2 separate regions of the Mus musculus genome follow, and region 2 is linked to region 1. The links are chromatin contacts, called in public HiChIP or PLAC-seq maps. All regions are on one chromosome and are shown on one strand. The core of a region is the stretch at or near the end of the contact, and the rest is flanking DNA. Distances in the headings are between cores, read along the strand shown. Region 1 holds the start of Chrd (chordin). Region 2 holds the start of Igf2bp2 (insulin-like growth factor 2 mRNA binding protein 2).

What was found. HiChIP or PLAC-seq counts read pairs in DNA pulled down with a chosen protein or histone mark.
Region 2: a contact with region 1 is called in a FOXA1 HiChIP or PLAC-seq map of pancreatic cancer cells. The contact joins the promoter of Igf2bp2 here to the promoter of Chrd in region 1. A contact is called at or near these places in 1 of 39 promoter capture datasets (liver) and 1 of 115 datasets of contacts at active chromatin or transcription factors (pancreatic cancer cells).

The regions. Positions count from the first base shown.
Region 1 is chr16:20,730,948-20,735,514 of GRCm38.p6, forward strand. It overlaps Chrd (chordin), which reads left to right and starts at 2,180. Exons shown (of 23, transcript NM_009893.2): 1 at 2,180-2,348; 2 at 2,584-2,687; 3 at 3,060-3,189; 4 at 3,326-3,454; 5 at 3,540-3,639; 6 at 3,739-3,826; 7 at 4,170-4,311; 8 at 4,424-4,552. The coding sequence starts at 2,201. It also overlaps a transcript of Thpo not described here.
Region 2 is chr16:22,160,670-22,165,236 of GRCm38.p6, forward strand. It overlaps Igf2bp2 (insulin-like growth factor 2 mRNA binding protein 2), which reads right to left and starts at 2,630. Exons shown (of 16, transcript NM_183029.2): 1 at 2,117-2,630; 2 at 577-637. The coding sequence starts at 2,294.

The sequences.
Region 1 (4,567 bases), core at 930-3,429:
CAAATTTCTTTTCCCTGAACAGTATACCTGCTGCTGAATTCTGACAGCATGCTGGCTTGCTTGCTTTTCCTTCTATATTCCCCTGCTCCAGAGGAGTGTCTTTCCTGGCATTTCCCCTTTCCAACTGGCAAAGTAGGTATTGCCTATATTAGAAAATGATCACGTTATCAGAAAGACAGTATGGACAATATGTGGGACCCGGGAAGTAAAGGGATATGTGTTTGGTTAAGATTGAGCCCAGAGGGGCTGGTGAGATGGCTCAGTGGGTAAGAGCACCCGTCTGCTCTTCCGAAGTTCAAATACCAGCAACCACATGGTGGCTCACAACCATCGAGATCTGACTCTCCTGGAGTGTCTGAAGACAGCTACAGTGTACTTACATATAATAAAAATAAATAAATAAAAAAAAACAAAAACAAAAAAAAAAAAAAAGAGCCCAGAGCTGGGCAGTGGTGGCACACTCCTTTAATTCTAGCGCTTGGGAGGCAGAGGCAGGTGGATTTCTGAGTACGAGGCCAGCCTGGTCTACAGAGTGAGTTCCAAAAGATTGAGCCCAGAGCATGTCTTGATTCTCAGCACTTGGGAGGCAGAGGTAGGTGGATCTCAGAGAGTTTAAGGCTAGCCTGGTCTACCTAGTGAGCCAGGGCTGCATAATGAGATCTTATTTAAAACAGACAGACAGACAGACAAACAGACAGACAGACAGATTGACTGGGCTCAGTCTTTCTACTAGGGGTACAGGGACCTGGAGCGCTAAACCCCCTCAGCTCTGTGGGCAAGCCTGCCCTTGATTGCTCAATGATCCTCTTCTAGTCCTACCACTATACATGTGACAAGAGAAATAACCAGGCCCATCTGTCCCTGTCTTAGGAAGGACAGCTGCCGAGCCTCCCCCACAAATACCTCTTTGCTGGCTCCTCTCTTCCTTTGGCCCTGGCTCTAGCTCCTGTGCTTTCTCCCCAGTCCCTGTCTCCCCACAGTCTCTGTCCTCAGGGACCTTGTGGCCTGACCCTGTCCTCTCTCCCTTGTCTTCCTCAGGCTTTCTCTGCGCCTCAGAGAGGATGGGCTATCTACTGAGGCGTATGGCCTGGATCCCGGAATTCTCCAGTTGAATAAGAGATGCCTTCTAAGATTAGGAAGCCTAGTGCTGGGATAGTGGGAAGAACGGTGCGCGCGCGCGCGCGCGCGCGCGCGCGTGTGTGTGTGTGTGTGTGTGTGTGTGTGTGTGTGTGTGTGTGTGTAGGATGGGGAGGCTTGTCTAGAAAAGCAGGACAAAGGAGGTGGGGACTGAGCTGGAGAGGAAGAGGGTCATCTCTTGGATGAAGGAAAAGCATGAGAGAGCCAGAGGTGGTAGTTGGATGGACTTGAGAGCAGGTTGGGGTGCTGGTGAATTATGACTCCACTCAGGGAAGCACTGCTTGATTCTGGGAAGCACAGGCTAGGTTCCTGTCCCTGGGAAGTGAAGAAAGAGGAGAGACCTTAGAAGGGAAATAGGAATACAGCCAGAGTGAAAGGAAGGGGGTGCTGTGGGTCCTAGGTAGGGGTGGATCGGTGTCATTTTCAAAGACAAGTCCTCATCCTCCAGCGGCCCATCTCGTTCAAGAGTGCCACAGGCCCGAGGCTCAGCCTCTGCCCTTCACTAGCCTGAGCCTCTGGTCTTGGGGTGGACACCACCTCCAGGGGTGGTCGCAAGGAGCGTGTGTGGGGGTGTCGAGGCCCGCCTCTCCTCTCCCTCTTTGCGCCCCCTAGTTCCTCCCTTCCCCCTACCCACTCCGCTCCCCCCTCCTCCAGTCCCTCCCTCCTCCCCTGCCGGGTCCCAGCCTGTCCCCCTCCCCCACTCGCGATCCGGCCGCTGCTGCTGGGCCGGACCCCCCGGGCTCAGCCGGGCTCCTTGTGGAGCCGCCGCCGCGCCCCGTTTGCTGAAGAGGAGGCCCCGGGCCCGGACGCCTGGCGCGGGCATAAAACGGGCCAGAGCCGGCGCCTAGGGCACTAAAGTGGAGTACGGCCCGGGTCAGCGCCCCTCCGCCCGCTCTCTCCCGCCCCGCCCGGCCGGGAGCCGACCAGGCGACTGTGAGACGAGCCCCTCGCCACTGCCCCCCTCCTGGCCCCGGCCCCCTCCTGCCGGCCCGCCTCCGGTCCGGCCCTACTCCCTCTCCTGCTCCCTCCTCCCGCCCGCCTCCCCAGCTGTCTGCTCCGCGTCATGCCGAGCCTCCCGGCCCCGCCGGCCCCGCGGCTGCTCCTCGGGCTGCTGCTGCTCGGCTCGCGGCCGGCCAGTGGCACTGGCCCTGAGCCCCCAGCACTGCCCATCCGTTCCGAGAAGGAGCCGCTGCCTGTCCGGGGAGCGGCAGGTAGGTGGGCTCCAGGGGGAGGTGCGGGAGGGGAGTCTGACTCCTGGCAAGTCTACATCCACAGGGAGAGGGCCCCGGGCGCAGGTGGCTTCGCGCAGCGGGAGGGTGGGAGGGGAAAGCAGAGGCGGCGAGGTGCACGGTGCCAAGGGACCATGGGCCTGGCGGGCAGAGCCCGGAGCAGGCATTACGGCACGAGCAACCGGACAGCGGCCGCCAGCCAAGCCCGTCCCCGCAGGCTGCTCCTTCGGCGGGAAGGTCTATGCCTTGGACGAGACGTGGCACCCGGACCTGGGGGAGCCTTTTGGGGTGATGCGCTGCGTGCTGTGCGCCTGTGAAGCGGTGAGTGGATAACGCAGCTGCCTGCCCTACTCTAGAGGGTAGCGGAACGCTGGTGTCCTAAGTAGTAGACTCGGAGATGCTCAGGGGAAGGCTGGTCCGCAAATCGGAGGAAACCGCTTTCAAGTCTGCGGTGTTGACAGTTATTGATCGCCCACAATGTGACTGGCTTTTAGCCAACTTCCCCCCTCCCGTTACAGTATTGCTAGATAAATGACATTATTAGTTCTACTTTGCAGACAGGGACGCCGAGGCTCAGAGAAGTTAAGAAACTTTGGACGGGCCATGTAACTTGTAAATAGCAGAATTGACTGTCTGCAGCCCTGGGGTCTGATGGTTTCATTCCCTTAATTTTCCTATGTTCTCTGCCATCAGCCTCAGTGGGCTCGCCGTGGGAGGGGTCCTGGCAGGGTCAGCTGCAAGAACATCAAACCTCAGTGCCCCACCCTGGCCTGCAGGCAGCCGCGCCAGCTGCCAGGACACTGCTGCCAGACCTGCCCGCAGGGTGAGGCCCGCTGTGCCCGGAGTTAGGAGGGTGGAAGGCTCTACACTAGGTCCTGTACGACTTGCATCGCGGAGGAGGACTGGTCCTCCTGGTACCTTTCTGAAGCCAGCCGTCTTATTCCTTACCCCGGATGCAGAGCGCAGCAATCTAGATCCACAGCCCGCTGGCCTGGTCTTCGAGTATCCAAGGGATCCAGAGCATCGCAGTTACAGTGATCGAGGGGAACCCGGCGTTGGGGAGCGGACCCGTGCTGATGGCCACACAGGTAGGCTGGGGTGGAGGTGGGCCTGATGAAGTTTGAGTCCCGCGGCAAGGCTTGACAGTGCTCAGGCCATCTTCTCTTCTCGAAGACTTTGTGGCGCTGCTGACAGGACCGAGGTCGCAGGCGGTAGCTCGTGCTCGAGTCTCTTTGCTGCGCTCAAGTTTACGCTTCTCTGTCTCCTACCAGCGGTGAGACCGGGAAAAGGGCAAGGACTAGGAGTAGTAAAGGGGGCAATAAAGAGGAGCCTGTAGGCTATAGATCCAGTCTCACTGGACCTCTCTTCACAGGCTGGACCGTCCCAGCAGGGTTCGTTTCACAGATCCCACAGGCAACATCCTGTTTGAACACCCTGCAACCCCCACCCAGGATGGCCTGGTGAGATGATGCCATTTAAGAGTGCTTATCCAAAATCGGCACTTGCTGAGAGCATGCTTTGCATTGCCTCCTTTGGTTCTCACAACAGCCCAGTGGGAGAAAGGCCCTGACATTATGATGCCCATTTTACAGAGGAGGGAACTGAGGCTCAGAATAGCAGAATGTGATTTGTTCAAGGTCATTTGGCTAGTAAGTGGTAAGCCAGGACTTAAAATCAAGGCTCATGGGTCCTTCTTAAGAGGGTCTGGGGTCTCCCTTCCATGCTCCTTCCTCATTAGACCTGGGTCTTTTAGGTGGCTTGTCCTGCATAATTACAGTAGGCATTCTTCCCTCTTCTCTCAAGGTCTGTGGGGTGTGGCGGGCAGTGCCTCGGCTGTCTGTGAGGCTCCTGAGGGCAGAGCAGCTTCGGGTAGCCCTTGTGACATCCACTCACCCTTCAGGAGAAGTCTGGGGGCCTCTCATTTGGCAGGGTGCTCTCGCTGCAGGTAAGGGGAGTGAGCAGTTCTCAGATGTCAAGAGCTGAGCCTTCAATAACCCAAGGGTGGGTGGACTGAAGAGAGGATTTTCTTATGGCTGTCATGGTCTAACACTCCCCAGAGACCTTCAGTGCCATCCTGACCCTGGAAGACCCACTGCAGCGGGGTGTGGGGGGCATAGCCCTGCTCACCCTCAGTGACACAGAAGATTCCTTGCATTTTTTGCTGCTCTTCCGGGGTCTGCTGGGAGGTGAGTGATGGGGAA
Region 2 (4,567 bases), core at 1,380-3,879, 1.4 Mb after region 1:
ACAGTGACAACAAAGTGCTCAGGATCCAAGCCCAGCGCTTCAGTTACTAAAGTCTGGCTTCTCCCTCAATCCAATACAAACATGCTACTTCTAATACTGTCCAAAAAACCCTCCGTATTTACTGAATTATTTTATAATTCATCACTAAACTATGCAAAAAAAATTAATCGCATGGTTTAGTTAAGCAATTCAGCTGACAACAGTAAATATTTACTCTTAACATCTCACAGGAAGTTTGCTATTGTGTTGGGGTTAGAGATGGCCGTGGGGAGTGAAAGGCAATTTATGATAAACTTAATCGGTCACAGCCAACTGAATCCACCTAGTGTTCTCCATCTCGACCCCTAATTAGGCACCAGTTTGCAAGCACAGAAAACACCTTATAGAACAAAAGTAAATAATAATAACAATAATAACTTTTAAAGCTATGAATGTCCAATAACAAAACCAACAAAAACCCCTTTAAAAACGATATAGGCACTTTTTTTTAAGCTGAGCGTATTTCTTTAGTTATGCGTATGGAAGCCCAACCACAGAAGGGGTAAAGAAAAAAAGAACTAGGCAAAATATATTTACCTTAGCTTTTTAGAGACTGAGTAGTCAACTTCCATGATTTTCCCATGCAATTCCACTTTACCTTTAAAACAGAAATTTAAAGCACTCAGAACCTCCCAGAGTCAAACCCGCGGGGGTCAAGGAGGGGCTCGCACACTACTCCGCGCTCGGGCTCCTCCTTCTGGAGCCTTCAAGGGGTCTCCACCCGGCCGCAGCTGGGCGAACTTAGCGCCAACTGTGATGAAAAGTGGACGCCCCGGGTAACGAGCGAGGAGGGACGGGCGCAAGCCCGGTTCCGACCCCAGGTATAGCTGTGGGTGGCATTACCGGAAAAACACATTTAATAAAGAGCGGCGCCAATTTGAAAAGATGAGCTCATTTGAAACTCAAGCTGCAAGGCTGGCGCGCCTCGGTCTCTCCGGCCCCCAGCACCCCATCCCGCCATCCCGGGACCCGGAGGCTCCCAGGCGCTCGCCCCCTGCCCTCCCTGACAGCGGTCCCGGGGACACGCACAGGAGTCCCTGGCTCTGCGGACGCCTGCTTTGGGGTGACCCAAAGGTCTCGCCAGCTTGCCCCGCCGCACAGGTTTCCCAAAGAAGGGGGTTCCCTTGCGGGGCCGGGGGTCCCAGGCCCCCGGGAGCGTGGCCCGCCGCGTGCGTGTGCGGGATGCGAGCTGGGAGCGCGCGCGCGGGCGAGTGTCGCGCTCCGACTCCCGTCCGGGCTCCAGCGCGCTCGCGGGCCCCCCGGTCGCCTCTTTCCCGGTTCTCAGCCCGGGCCCCCACCGAGTTGAGACAGGGTACCTCGTAAAAAGGTGCTCCTGGCCGAGCAGGAGGCGGGGAGACGGGAGGCGGAAAGCCCCCAGCCCCGAGTTCTTCTCAATAAAATCGGACAAAAAATTCAGGGAAAAATAGGAGCGCTTCCGAGACCAGAGAGAGGGAACTGAGCTTCGGGAAAGGACCGAGGGAGATGTGCGGTCCGACAAGGGCCAGGTGGGGAAAAACCCCAAGACCTCGAAGGGTTCAGTAGGTGAAGTCGAGGAGATGCCGAAAGTGGGGGGCCAGAAGACAAGAGGGGGTCTCAAAAGGAGAGTGCGGCTTGGGAGACGACAGAGGGCGAGAGGTCTTTGGCACGAGGCATGGGAAGAAGGAAGGTCTGGCTAGGAGGAGAGATGCTGGATTTGGGGGGGTCCCTGGCAAAGGGGGTACTAGAAGGGTCTAGAAAAAGAAAAACGGGGGACTCTGCAAAGGTGGGGGCGGGGGAAGCTCTGGAGAGCAGCTGGGCACTCCAGGGGCGCTCCTAGGGAGCCAGCGAGCCTGGGGACCCTCGGAGGGGCACAGGGTCGCCTCGACTCTGAGGCCCAAGGGTCTGTGTTAGCCCCCGCGGTGGGGGCAGGGCAGCCGGCCATCCCGGAGCCAGCCCGCCGCGAGAGTCGCGGGGCTGGTGCGTGAAAGTGAGCGTGAGGGCTCGGGAGTCGCGGCGGGCGCGGCCCATGGGGCTCGGCCTCCCCGCTGCCGCCGTCCCGAGCCGGCGAGGCGCGGCGTGGGCTGCGCCGAGTGCTCACCCGAGAGGGTCTCGATGGCGCGGATGGCCCAGTTCTGGTCGGGGTAGTCCACGAAGGCGTAGCCGGACTTGAGTAGGACCTGTCCCGCCAGGGGCAGCTTCCTGTCCCCGAAGAGCTGCCGGAGGTCGTCGGCGGTGACGGCGGGGCTCAGGTTCCCAATGTACAGCTTGTTCATCATCCGCGTCTTCCCGAGAGCCCGCGGCTCCCCCGGCCCGGCACCCGGCGCTCCCGCCGCCTCCGCTGCCCTCCTCTCTCCTCCTGCGCCCGCCCCCGCCCCCACCCTCGCCCTCAGCCTGGCTCCCCCCACCGCGGCCGGCCCGGCCCGCCCGGGGGCAGAGGCGGAGGCGGGGACTCGGCGCGGCTGCCTCCTCCGGGCAGAGTCCCGAGCGGGCGTGCGGACAAAGCGCTTGCTCTGCCTCCCGGTGCCGGGGCGGCGGCGGCGGGCGGACGCACCCCGCGCGCCTGAGAGTTGGAGCGGCGTGTGCACCGCCGAGAGTGCGCGCCCTGCCCGTCCCGCGCCGCGCGCTCCGAGGGCTCGGCGCTCCCAGGCTGCGCGCCCGGCGGGCGGAAGCGGCGGCGGCCCCAACGGGGCCGGGAGCGGCGGAGCCAGGCGGCGCGCGGGAGGTGAGGGGCGCGGACGTGGGCGGGGTGTGTGCAAGGTGGACGCGACGTGGGCGCGGGGCCAGAGTGAGGTGCACCTTGAGGAGAGCTCTGCACGCTAGGGCTGACAACTTTCCTCGCGCGTCCCGAGCCACGCACCGATCTAGAGACTCGCTGCGAGCCAAGCTCTTGGAAGAAGGGGGCGCATGTGGTCAAAGGACGGAGGAACACACGGGTCCCCTCCCCCAGACCGTGTATTCTAGTAAAGTTACCGTGGCGCCGAGCCTCGGTTTCCCCAACCAAGAAAGGAGAGCCAGACCCGAGGCCAGGTGATGGCCGAGGTGACGATGCACAGGCTGAGGGGCGGGTTTCAGTCCCAGGCTTGGTAGGCGTTCCCTGAACTCTGGAAGGAACTGGAGAGGGAAGGAACTGGAGAAGAAAGTTGTCCTTCCACGCGGAGGACGGAAGAGGCAGGGTCCTAGTCCCTCTCCCGGGAAGGAGCCAGACAGATTGCCAAGCGGCAATCTAAGTCACATGGCTCCGTGGGAATCGTAGAAATAAAGGGCTCCAGAAAAGAACGGAGGGATTTTGAGGTGAGATGGCTTTGGACTTCTGTGTGATCCGGGAAGTGTTCCTTGGTTTTTTAGAAGGCTTACGTGTTGGGAGGTATGTCTGGGTGGAGAAGTCACCATGGGCCATAGGGTCTGTCTCCTCTATACTCAGATCCAGCAGTATGCCCCAAAGTGTGCCAACATCCCTGAGCCTAACTTTTATCCCTAGAGAAAATAAAACAACCACCCCTTGTGAGGGTGACATAAAAGGCTAGCTGAGTAATGTGTGACACACTGCACTCTGCTTCCATTTCTTTACCCAGGGAAACTTAAAAGCTGGGTGGACAGGACAGGGGGAGCGGTCCTTAATTACTTGTCTTGATAAGGAAGTGATGGATGATTCTTTCTCATCTAGATATTTACTGACATCTCAATTCTAGCTTTCATCAACTATCCACACATTTTCCTCTCTGGACTTTACTGCTTCTAGAACTGGGAATAGGGCTTTGATAGTGTTGCCCAGACTGACAGATAAACCAGGGATAGATGCTTCCTGAGTAAAATGTGGAAGAAGCTCGCCAGTGAAAACAACTTGTGAGTGCTGCACAACTCACGGCAGACTGGAAGCCGCCTTCAGATTATTTACACGGAGGCTGCTAATTAGGCCGTCATCTTTGTAAGGCTATGTTTGCCCATTCACAGTAAGTCATAGTTACAGGCTACAGAAGACAAGGAATTACCACGGGTTGGTGTTCTCCCTGGCTGAAAGGTTAGGGAGCCTTTTTGGTTGTTGCATTACATTTTCAAACATGTCAAGTGTTTGTGGCCAAACCATGGCTACCCTGAAGAGCAGCACATGCAGTAGACCGATTCTTTCTTAGCATAGGTTTCCGGGGGTGAGGGGAGCCCTCTTTTACACTGCCTCTGAGATTACTTGCAGACATCTTTCTGGGAGGTAGCTGCTTTTTGCTGTCTTTAGTGTGTTCTATCTTGTTGACATTGTAAATGGTATTTCAAGAAGATAGCACGGCCTTAGTGATCACAAAGGACACTTTTCTCCACACCTCTTGTGGTTTTTCTGACTTGTTTTTGTTTTTGTTTTTGGTACTGCAACAAAGTATCGGCCAAAAGAAGTTGGAGCAAAGAAGGGTTTACTTTGGCTCACAGTTTGAGGAGTCTTTCTTGGTCACATGGCATTCACAGCTAGGATGCAAAGCCCAGCGCTGGTGTTCAGGTCCCTTTCTTCTTTTTATGTAGTCTAGAACTCCTACCCGAGAACCTGTGCCACCTCTATCTATAA